Linked DNA regions of Gossypium hirsutum: region 2 is linked to region 1. The links are chromatin contacts, called in public Hi-C maps. All regions are on one chromosome and are shown on one strand. Each heading gives the region's core, a stretch centred on a gene start, on an enhancer-like site or on the middle of the called end of the contact. The rest is flanking DNA. Distances are from core to core; before and after follow the strand shown. Region 1 holds the start of LOC107896907 (GTPase-activating protein gyp1). Region 2 has its middle 27 kb from the start of LOC121208637.

What was found. A called contact is a pair of places that touch in the nucleus more often than the background predicts.
Region 2: a Hi-C map of leaf shows a contact between it and region 1, with 4 times the contacts expected there. The contact joins the enhancer-like site here to the promoter of LOC107896907 in region 1. A contact is called at or near these places in 9 of 34 Hi-C or Micro-C datasets (anther, callus, leaf and 1 more).

Annotation. Positions count from the first base shown.
Region 1 is chrA10:80,320,593-80,326,284 of Gossypium_hirsutum_v2.1, forward strand. It overlaps LOC107896907 (GTPase-activating protein gyp1), which reads left to right and starts at 1,613. Exons shown (of 10, transcript XM_016822205.2): 1 at 1,613-2,096; 2 at 3,108-3,264; 3 at 3,411-3,591; 4 at 4,524-4,594; 5 at 5,583-5,692. The coding sequence starts at 2,008. LOC107896908 (protein NLP9) reads left to right here. Exons shown (of 6, transcript XM_016822208.2): 6 at 1-1,320. The coding sequence ends at 847.
Region 2 is chrA10:80,409,038-80,415,284 of Gossypium_hirsutum_v2.1, forward strand. It overlaps the pseudogene LOC107896011. Among protein-coding and RNA genes, the nearest start is that of LOC121208637, 27 kb to the right of the region's middle. Within about 2 kb of position 3,099, at least 2 of the 9 cell types and tissues checked have an H3K27ac peak or open chromatin away from gene starts, as enhancers often do. A contact at or near this core is called in leaf, where this site is marked.

The DNA.
Region 1 (5,692 bases), core at 363-2,862:
TACTGTCATGCAAGAAGTGGATACCCAGAAAACACTAGTGCTCTCCAATAAGAACCTTCCCATCCGAATTTCTGAACCATTGGATCTGGAGAAATCATCAGCAGCATCACTAGAATCTTGCCCTGATGAAGAAAATTCAGTTGTTAAATTGGAAGAAGATGAGTGTTCTTTGGGTGGAAACTACAGCATGGCTGCAAGGAGTGTGCTTGTTCCAAGTACCTGTGAAGAAGTAAAGCAATCTGGTGTCCCTTGTATTGATTGTAATGATGACTCTAAGTCAGTTTCTCTAGATGCAGGATCGTTCCAGGCAGCTAGTCTTCGCACTGCAGATCGGACTTGTCCAGAAAATGCTGACGATGAGATCAATATCAGAATGGAGGCTGATGATGGGAATGCTGAACACAACCACCAACCAACTTATTCAAGTATGACAGACTCTTCAGATGGCTCTGGTTCAATGTCACATGGAAGTTCATCAAGCTCTCAAAGTTTTGATGAGGCAAAGAATTTTGAAATGAAGACAATCTGTGTTGATAGCAGCTCAAAAATTACTGTAAAAGCTACCTACAAAGATGATACTGTTCGTTTTAAGTTCGAGCCATCTGCTGGGTGCTTTGAACTATATGAAGAAATTGCAAGAAGGTTTAAACTTCAAACTGGGACATTCCAACTCAAGTATTTAGACGATGAAGAGGAATGGGTAATGTTGGTTAGTGACTCGGATTTACAGGAGTGTCTGGAAGTTATGGAGTATGTCGGAACACATAACGTGAAGTTTCAAGTTCGTGATGTGCCATGTGCTATTGGCAGTTCTGGTGGCAGCAATTGCTTTTTGGGGGGAAGCTAATAGCCAATATGCCGATGCTCAGGATGCAATCACCGGCCTTCATAATGGTTCCTTGAACTCTATCCAGCTTCTAGTTCTTACAATGGAAGATGTAATTATCTGAAAGAAGCCCTTTTTCACATTGATGTGTTACTCCATTTGGTTTCCATGCTGTTCCAAAATAAATGTCTTCTCAGCTCAAGGATGCTGTACTTGGATCTTGATTCTTGAATGGTTATAACTGCTTTGAGTTGAAGAAATGGAAAAAAAGAGGGCTTAGAAGATGTGAGCATGGATTGTAATTAATAAATTAAGATATATGTTTTTATATAGGTTTGTAAATGTTAAGGGGGAGCAATAGAAATTCTTAAGAGGGGTAGCAAAGGGCATTTATCCTATCCAGATTTAATCCAATTGATTTATGTAATAATTTTTAAAGGTGTGGTTTAACATATCTGAAATTCGAATTTCAATATATGAAATGCTTGTTGAAATCCAAGTGTGTACAATAAATATATAGTATGGAATACTACAAAATGGAAGCAGTTGATTAACTGGATTTGTGTTTTCTCTAGCAAAGCTTGCTCAAATTTCAACACCCCCCCCCCACCCGGGAAAAAATAATGCCCAGTCTAAAACTATATATATTAATAAAGTTAAAGATGGCTATTGCTCTGGGCTTGGCATGGCATAGCCCAACCCATGACAATGAGGGCCCAAATAAAAGTTTACTACTTCCTTTCTGGAGATTTGAACCAAGTGATGGGTTCTATAGGTTATTGGTTAATCGCCAGAGACATATATGCAAAAATTGCAATAAAAAGAGAAATATATTACTATATTGAATAGATGAAATTGGACAGTGTAAATCTGAATCTCATAAATATGTATTATGTTTTTGTTGGATTTAGATATTATAATTAATTCCATTCAATATAGATTATTTGTTGGTTTTTTTTTGGGGGGAGAATATTATATTTGATGTTAATGAATGTTAGGTAATGTTAGTGCTTCATGTTTTCTGGAGCTTCTTTTCATGGTGAAAAACATGAGATTCAAAGAAGAAAAAAGAGTAACAAACAAGAAGAATTAGTAGTAAAAGTGAAAAAGGCAGCCACAAACGAAGGAAAAACAGGAAAACGGAGCATGCTCTTTCCATAGCAACGCTTTACAACAAAACCATGAACAACAACACCCAGGGGGAAGATCATCAGCCTAAGAAAGAAAGCCTTGATTCCAGATTCAACCAAACCCTCAGAAATGTCCAAGGGTACATCCTTTTAACTTTATTCAATTTCCCCATTCCTCTTTCTTTCTTTCTTCCTTTAGTTCTCTGTTTTTGTTTTCTCTCCCTCTCTCTCTTTTTTCTCAATGATTTTGAATCTGGATTCTTCTACTTGTGTTTTTTGTCATTGGATTTAGATACCCTTTTGAGGGATATGTTCGGATCTTTCGAATTTCAATTCAAGTTCTCTAGTCATATAGAAGAATTTTCCTCTTCAAGGAGAAACTTTGATTTGTCGAATATTTCCGTTTCTGTTTGTTGGGTATGAATTGTTGAGTTTTGTACTTAGATTTAAGGACCCTTTCGCGCATTAAATTCAGATCTCTCGAGTTCTGCTTGATGGCATTATCACAGTTTCTATTTATCATAGATGATAATTCTGTGTGTTTAATATCTTTTTTATCTCAAAATGCCTTGATTTTGGCGTATTGTCTAATTTGATTATGACCTTGTTACAAGGGTTAAGAAAAGGTATTCCATTTCGTTAGCTTCGTTTTTCCTGATAATAAAGGCGGTTATGCACTTGGCAAATTCAGAAAGGATGTTAGCATGTGTTTCTTGATATGCTGATTAATGAGCTTGGATTTCTTAATGCCAATTGGCTGCAATGTTGTTTTGCTTAATGGGAATCTCTCTTGAGTGTAATTCATAAAGAGATCGAACTAAAAAAGGTTTCTTCTTCGGTAAGGTTGGCCTGTCTTGTTATGTCACCTTTATTTGCTCCTCCATGTGGCTTTTATTAGTGTTAGGAAATTCATGTTGTTTTCTACTCTCTCTCTCTCTCTCTCTTTTTAATTCAAATGCAAATATTGTGTTTACCATTATTTTCAATTTATAACATACCTTTATCTGAATATTTATTTATATATTGCGTAACTAGTCCACTGCTGTGTGTGTGGAGTGTTCACCCATTTTCTCTTTGCTTCATGAGCTTACTTCTCTCACAATTATTGCCTTGAATGCAAATAATAAATTTCTATTTTGCCTTTTATTAAGGTTGCTTAAGGGTCGCAGCATTCCTGGTAAAGTATTATTGACTAGAAGGTTGGAATTATTCGACAATTCAGGCATACAGCATCAATCACCCAGTTATCAAAGAAGCTATTCTCAGAATGATGCCGCAAGGAGTAATGACAGGGACAAATGCATGGAGGTGATGTTGAGAGTGAATATCTATTTTGTGTGATAGTTATTCTATTACTACAGTACCAAAAATAATTATTGTATTACTAGTGCGTCTTTTTGAAGTTCTTTAAAAATTGGTAAGGTTATTAACTGAAAAATTTTTGTTTCATATAGGGAGGGGTCAGAAATACAAATAACTCAGATAGTAATGCAACTGTTAATAAGTTAAGATCTTCAGCCTCAAACATTGAGACCTCTGCTAGAGAAGTCAAGTCTGTGATGGGTGCAAGATCTACAGATTCTGCAAGGGTTTTGAAGTTCACTAAAGAGCTCTCAGGGCAAATGATCGTAGTAGGTACTATGTCTATTTTGTTGCTTCAGGATGATTTAGAGTCTGTAACTCTGCTGAAACTTTTACGAGTGGTGTTACTTGAGTAGAGCCATTCTAGAAATAATATGGAGCGAAGTTGAAGTAAGCTCTACAGCTGCTTTGTCTAGCACAAAAAATAGAGCTAAATGTTCTTAATTTTTTATTGCAAAATATGTTATGTAGTAGAGAAGCTGATTCAAAAGTAGACACTTGCTTGTTTGTTGTCAATTGGAGATGGCATGGTGACATTAAGAGATATATAAAGTTTGTGATAGCATGATGCTATTAGTATATGTAGTTCTGTACATGTTAATAATACTTTTGGGACTGCTTGTAATCTATAGATGCTAAATCTAAATGTTGATGACACTGTACACGCTCCTTTATCAAAGTGTATTCTCCTTTCTCTTGCATGTTTTAACCCATTATGGTGTTTATATTGCTAAAAATTGTTCGAAACTATTTCCTTTCTTGAAACAGTCACAACAACAGATACTGTAAACAAATTCGGTTTCTATTGCATTTAGACAATAGGATTCACACATTACTAGTACCAACAAGATATGAAATCACATATGTTCAATTTTCTTATCATATTAGAGAGAAACAAAATATTGCTTTGGTGTTTATATGCCCACTTTTCCCATCATATCAGAAAGAAACAAAATTCTGCATTGGCCTGACATCTTCATTCTGCATTCTAATGTATAGCCCCTACTGATTCTGATTTTTGTTATCCTATATGCACTTTTATCCGTGTTAATTGTATAGCGAATATTTTCATGCTGCACATTGTCACTTTCTGAGTTTGATAGAGAACCTAGTCTTTTCCGTAGCCTTACTTTTCCGTCCTCTAGTTTAACAAACTTTTTATTAGTAGAATTATAGTTTGACTTGATCATGATTTCCTTGTGCAGAGAGATTACGTGAATTAGCTTGGAGTGGTGTTCCAACTTACATGCGTCCTGATGTATGGAGACTTCTTCTGGTATGCTTGATGATCTAATGAAACTATCAGTTTTAGGCACTTGGAGGACTGGCACTGTATATTAACTAATTTGTTCATCTTCTTTTCTGCAAAGGCTGCTATTTCTTATGTTGTCCCATTAGGGTTGAAATGATACTAATGATTTTCTTTTACTTGCCAGTTGCCACCATTAATGATCCATTTTGTGAATCCTCTAAAGAAACAATCCCTGTATAATCCTCAAGAGTTGTGGTTTTGAAGTTTTATAACAAATTGCTGCATCCTAGTCTAATAAATTGCTACTATAAAATGATCCCAAGACACTAGGCTGCTTTTAGGCTTTGCTTGGTAGAGTGGAAAGAAAATTGGGAAGATGGAAATCGAAGGAATAGAAAAAATAGAAACATCGAAAATATATATTTTTTCTTTCCATTGATGTGCTTGGTAGAAAGATGAAAAAAAAATAAGAAAAAGTAATTTTCTTTCCATTCATTGCTTGGTAGAGTTGAAATATGGGAGGAAAGAAAATAAAACTTTTGAAAAATCCATAATTTTGAATTAACTTACACCTCTCTCATTTCTCTCCTCTTATCATGCCACTTTTGAAAGTGGTCATTTCTCTTATTTTCTTTCCTCTTAATTCTCTTTCTTACTAGGCACTCCCAAAATTTGTTTTCTTTATGCTTTTCCAGTCCCTCTTTCCGCTTTTCTACTCAACCAAGCACGCCTTTTATGTCAAATGCTTCTTTTTTAGGAGGTATTGGTTTTAGTTTGTTATTCTGGAATGCGATAGTCTCTTAAGGGAGTTGGTTTTCTCTTTGTTGCATAGCTTCATGCCTTTCTATTCCAATTAATGAAATCAATCAGGCCACTGTTTAGAGCATGCATGGAAGAACATATATGTCTAATATTTTATATTCATGCTTAACTAATGAGTCATTTAATAGGCATGGTTATCTTAATTATATTTTGGTTGCTTGTTTGAAATTAAAGTATGAACTGACAACAGGGATATGCACCACCTAATTCAGATAGAAGGGAGGGAGTTCTAAGGAGGAAACGCCTTGAATATCTTGATTGTGTTGCTCAATTTTATGACATTCCGGATACTGAACGTTC
Region 2 (6,247 bases), core at 1,849-4,348, 90 kb after region 1:
AGGAGGGACATAGTGGGAATTTGCCAAATGGAGAGTGAATCGCTCTACGACTATTGGGAGCGGTACAAAAAACTGTGTGCAAGTTGTCCTCAACATGGGTTGACCGAATAATCACTTCTTCAATATTTCTACGAGGGTTTGCTCCCTATGGAAATGAAGATGATTGACGCTGCTAGTGGAGGAGCGCTTGTCAATATGACCCCTCAAAGGGCAAGAGAACTAATATCTACCATGGCGGCAAATTCTCAACAGTATCGGCCAAATTCGGAACCAAAAAGACGGGTTAATGGGGTAAACGTTTCATCTTTAGAAGATAAATTGGATAAGCTTACTAATGTTGTTCAATATTTGCTTACAGAAAAGAAGAGTCTGACCCGACTGTGTGGAATTTGTACTACGTCTGAACACCCGACGGATTTGTGTAAAATCCTTAACGACAATTCAACGGCACATGTTGATGCTGTCAGAGGTTTTCTGGGACCTCCGCAAAGACACTATGATCCTTTCTCCAACACCTACAATCCCGGGTGGAAGGATCATCCCAACCTGAATTACGGAGCTAATCCCCGATATAATCCATCATACCAACCGAGACCTCTACAACCACCACAATAACAACACAAGCCGAGCACATCACTAGAAGCTGTTGTGGAAAGACTTGCCGCCAATGCTGCAAAATATCAACAGAGGACAGACGTATCAATACAAGAGTTAACTAATCAAGTTAGTAAACTCTCGATGGCAATTAATCGCTTGGAGTCTCAAGGTAAATTACCGTCCCAAACTGAGCCAAATCCTCGACACAATGTAAGCGCTATAACGTTGAGGAGCGGGAAGGTTTTGGAGGCCATACCTGGCATTAGTCGCGCCCACGACGCTGGTCGAGATAAGAAGAAACTTGACACAAAGGCTCCAGCAGAGTTAGCACCACAAAAGTTGTTTGCAGTACCACCTCTGTTTCCCGGACGACTTGTCCAATGTAAGAAGAAGCGAGACGAGAAGGAGATCCTTGACACCTTTCGAAAGGTTGAAATCAACATACCTTTTCTCGATGCGATTAAGCAGATCCCACGATACGCAAAATTCCTAAAAGAGTTATGCACGAGCAAAAGGAAACTCCTGGACAATGAAAAGATAAGTGTCAAAGAAAATGTCTCTGCCATTCTGCAAAGGAAAATACTGCCCAAATGTAAAGACCAATGTATGTTTTTCATAACTTGTAAAATAGGTAGTGTTGGTATTAAAAAAACAATGTGTGACTTAGGCGCATCAATTAATGTTATGCCTTTGTCAGTTTATAAACTACTTAACGCGGGTCCTTTGAAGAAAACAAGTATGGTTATTCAGCTTGCAGATAGATCCATAGTGCATCCGGAAGGAGTGCTGAAGGATGTTCTTGTTAAGGTAAATGAGCTGATATTTCCTGCAGACTTCTACATCATTAACATGAAGGATGACAACTCGGTCAATTCGTCTGAGATACTTCTTGGGAGACCATTCTTAAGTACCGCACGAACAAAAATTGATGTTTGGAGTGGAACACTTACCATGGAATTTGACAATAAAGTGGTTAGGTTTAATGTTTATGATGATATGGGACATCCCAATAATAAGTTACAAATTGTGCCTTGCAGGAATGTAGATCTCGATGTTAAGCAGGAGGAATTATCGATGATAAAAAAACCAATACGTGAAGCTGTCATGAAAGCCTCGAAATTAAAGCTGAAACCGTTTCCAGAACATACAATGATTTCGACAGAGAAAAATACAAACTTGGACGGAGAAGCTCAAAGACACCTCAATCCCCCTAATGATAGGGGAATCCAGGAAGGGCTTCAAAGATAATGGGCAAAGGTTGAAACTTTTCTGCAAGAACATTCAAGTGCACAAGATGGAAAAATTAAGTCTCAATGAGCCAAACGGATAACATTCATGGTCGTCGAGCTAACGACGTTAAACAAAAGCGCTTTTTGGGAGGCAACCCAAATTTATTTTCATTTATTTAATTTTGAGTTTTAGTAAGATTTAAGTTGTAAATATATAAATTTCTATTTAATCTAGTGAATTTGCTATTTTTAGGAACGTAATGAAGGTTTTGCAGAAGTCAGATAATGATGGTAGCGTGGGCACATAGTGCTAAATGCTGACAATTATTTCCCAATGCCGACAACATCAGCTGAAACACATGGGGAGAATTCTTAACTTTTCTCTTTGCTCATTGTTTGAGTTACTAAACTTTATTGCATATAACACATGCTTGAGGACAAGCATAGATTAAGTAGGGGGTTGAGTTGGTAAGTAAATATGCATGACTTTTGCTGCATCTTTTTTTTTTGCATGTGTTCAATCTTACGTTGAATTCATTCAATAGTTTATTTGACATTGAGCTTTTAATCTCATACTTAGTCAATTTGGACAATGGGGCAAATTTTTAATTTTAAATGTTCAAGTATATAGATTAGTCGATATTTGTGTATTAAAGTTGATATATATAGCTAGATTTTTTTGAATAAATTGATTGTTTGAAAAATATATTTGCTTGTGCATGAATAAATAAGTAAATTAATAACGGTTCAAGTTATGATTGAAGTTTCGAAAATGTGACCGGATTGAGTAACTGGGGTAAAGTACTTGGGTTGTCATCTTATCTCGCGTAAAAAGGTCCGACTGACAAGTCGATAACTTATAAACATTCCGTTAACTGAGCCTTCACACACACAAAAAAATAAAAATAAAATAATAAGACTGTTTGAACTGAGTAACCGGGCTAGGGTGCTTGGGTTGTCATCCTAGTTCGCCTAAAAAGGTTTAACCAGGTCAATAATTTTATTTTTTCTAATGCGTAATTAATTAATAATGCCTTGCAAATTATTAGATTTAAACTCAATTTAATGAAATGATCTGGTTTACATATTTCAGTTTTATGATACTTGTCGATCGAACTTTATATTAAAAATATAAGCCAAATTGCAAGTGTCCAATTTCAAAGTCCAAGTTTTGGTTCAATGGCTCCAGTAAAAAATCAAACAGGTCAACAAAGCCCAACAGTTCAAATCCAAATGTGGTTGAAACAAGTCGAAGCTCGAGAATATAAGCCCATGTTCGGAGCCCAAAACAGTGCAATGTTACAGTGTAAGATTGTTGAAACCCTTTTCTTTTTCATACAATATGGAGAAGTGAGGAGAAAAGGTCTAAGTACCAAAAATAACTGCAATTACTGTTCTAATTAAATCTAGAGCGCTGCCACATTCGCAAATTAAGAAAAGTAATTTAGTATTTTTTTAAAAAATGTGATACAAAAATATTTTTTTTAAAATTTGGTTTAAGATTTAAACATTAAATAATACTTTTAAAAAATTACTTTTTGAATGTTTCTATTTTTAAAATTAAAAAATTTATTAATAATTAAATGGCTTTAAATATAATGTAGTGATATTTTGTAATTTTTAAAAATAAAGTGATGATTTACCATATTGTTTTTGCAATCTATAAAAAACAAAGAAACGCCACGAAAAAGCATACGCGTGTAATCGCGGCATGACAGATTTTGTAAAAGGAAAAACACGTCGCGAGTCCGACATGAAAAAAGAGGTACATTCTAGACAGTACGTTCAACTCTCTAGATGCTACTGCATGCGACATATTAGGCGAAGTAAAAATAATCAGGTGCCGCTGCACCACACCCTACGTCTTCCCTATGCTTTCTCTCTACTCTACGCCATCGCCTCATTTGTATCAATGTTAGTAAAAAATCTAAACGCTTCACGCTCTCCCCCTTCTCGCCTGTTATTTCCATTTTCCCTTTCTCTTATATAATCCAACGCTTCCTCAGTCGCATCCAGAAACTAGAAAACAAAGTAAAACTATCATTATCAATGGCCAGTTCAGGACAGGTATCGTGGAAGTTGGAGGACCACCCAAAGCTTCCAAAGGGTAAGACCATCGCCGTTGTCGTTCTGGATGGGTGGGGCGAAAACAAGCCCGATGACTACAACTGCATCCATGTTGCTGAAACTCTCACCATGGATTCTCTCAAACAGGTTCACTTTTGGATATCTATATTTACCTTTTAAGAATTCAGTGTAAAAGATTGTGCTTTGATCTGGGATTTTCTCAAAATTTATTTGATTCGGGTAATCGTTGCTGACACTATTAGTTGGTATCGATCCCATTTCTTTCATGAAATAAAGCTTTCATCTTGTTTTCGAAGTATGTTTCTTTAGTTTTGTGATTGAGCTTCCTGCCTCTTTCTATGTTGTATATATGGATTATTGAACCTTAGGTTGTCACTTGTATAAATTTTTTTTTTGTTTAGAACTCAACTTTTATGAATTTATAATTTTAAGGATGTCTGAACTTCCTAGTTTATACTTTGATAAGTGCGTTTTTGTTGACTGAATGTACACGCAATATAACTATATATATTATTCTTTCTGGCTGGAGATGCTATGTCTAGACGTGATTATGGTGTGTCCGCCTGAAGATTCACTCCAAAGGTTTAAGTAAAAATATAGATTTCAAAATTAGGTTTAGATAAAAAGTAAAATTTATTTTTTAAATAGATTAGATTTCAGGTAAGATTTGTTGTTCGGTTCGAATTAAGTCGAATTTGTTTAAAATAATTTTTTCTGCTGTTCTTTGGTATTCTTTTGCTGCTATTTTATTATTATATTGCTATCATTTTATTATTTAGATATTATATAACTTTATTATTATTATTAATTTTGTTACTATTTTAAAGGTATTTAATGTATTATATTTTTTAAGTTTGTTTTTAGATAAAAAATATTAATATTGGCTGGTTAAGCTAGGTCGAGCTTAGGTTTAATATTTTCTATTTGGGGTGGGCTTAGATAAAATTTTAGGCTTATTTTTTGAGTTTGACTGAGCTCAAGCCTTGAAAACTTGCTTAAAATTTTGTATCAATCTGACCCGACTCATGATCAAGTCTAATCATATTTTAACCAAGCATAATATTAACATATTTTATATCTTTACAAGTTTTGCTTAACTTCAAATATGAAGTTAAAATTTTGTCTAAACTCATTCATATTTTTAAATGGCTAATCTAAATTTACTCATGTTATGTCATTTTTAAATTTAAAAAATAAATTTATATTATTTTAATTTAATATTTAATAATATTTTTTATATATTAAAATTTTATATATAGTTATCTTAACATTTTTAATGTTTACACTATAGTAGTAATATATATTATTATGAAATTAATTTTTACGGTTACAAACTACACAATATATAAAAATAACATAACATAAAAGTAAACTTTGAAAAATCGGTTGAGCCGAGTTTAGGTTTGAACATTCAAGGATTGAGTTCGGTTCATATTTTAGAGAGAGTTATTTTCTTACACTAATTCATTTTTTGCGCTTAATATTTCTATCTAAATCCTCTCAAATTTCTAATAGAAATGCTAGATAATCCAATTCATAAACAAATTAATTTATTGCGGCTACTTGTACATAGTTTTTATCCATTTGACTTTAGAATTTACACTTTCTAATTATCTGTGATTGATTCTATCAATATGTGGGAAAGATTAATATATGTTAATTTAAAGTTTAAACTATAGGGATTATATATGATTTGAACGTTATTACATTGCTTTTAGTTCATAAAGGAATCCCATAAAATATAATGCAACGAGACCCAACTTAAGTGGAATTCATGTTGTTGATAGGGTGCCCCTGAAAAATGGAGATTAATCAGAGCTCATGGAACTGCTGTAGGACTTCCAACAGAGGAAGACATGGGAAATAGTGAAGTTGGTCACAATGCTCTTGGTGCAGGACGCATTTTTGCTCAAGGGTAGGCTTCCTTTCCTGATTTTAGTTGCCTTTTTGTGTGCATGTATGCCTTTTTGTTGTCTTTTTTAAACATTTCCTATTTCATGGTATTCTGCATTATCTTCCGCTTTTCGAACAAACCACCTCTTTCCCTTCTTTCCTCTTCGCATGGACTTTTGCAAAGCTAACTTTGTTGTAAGGTTCTAAAATATTAATTCATTTGTGACTGTAGGGCTAAGCTTGTTGATCTTGCTCTTGCTTCTGGGAAAATTTACGAGGGAGAAGGATTTAAGTATATAAGTGAATCTTTTGAAAAGGGAACTCTGCACCTCATTGGATTGCTTAGTGATGGTGGTGTGCACTCCCGGCTTGATCAATTGCAGGTAATTTTGGTGATTGAGGACAGGCTCCTACCTTTTTGAGTTTTGAGTTCTCTAATG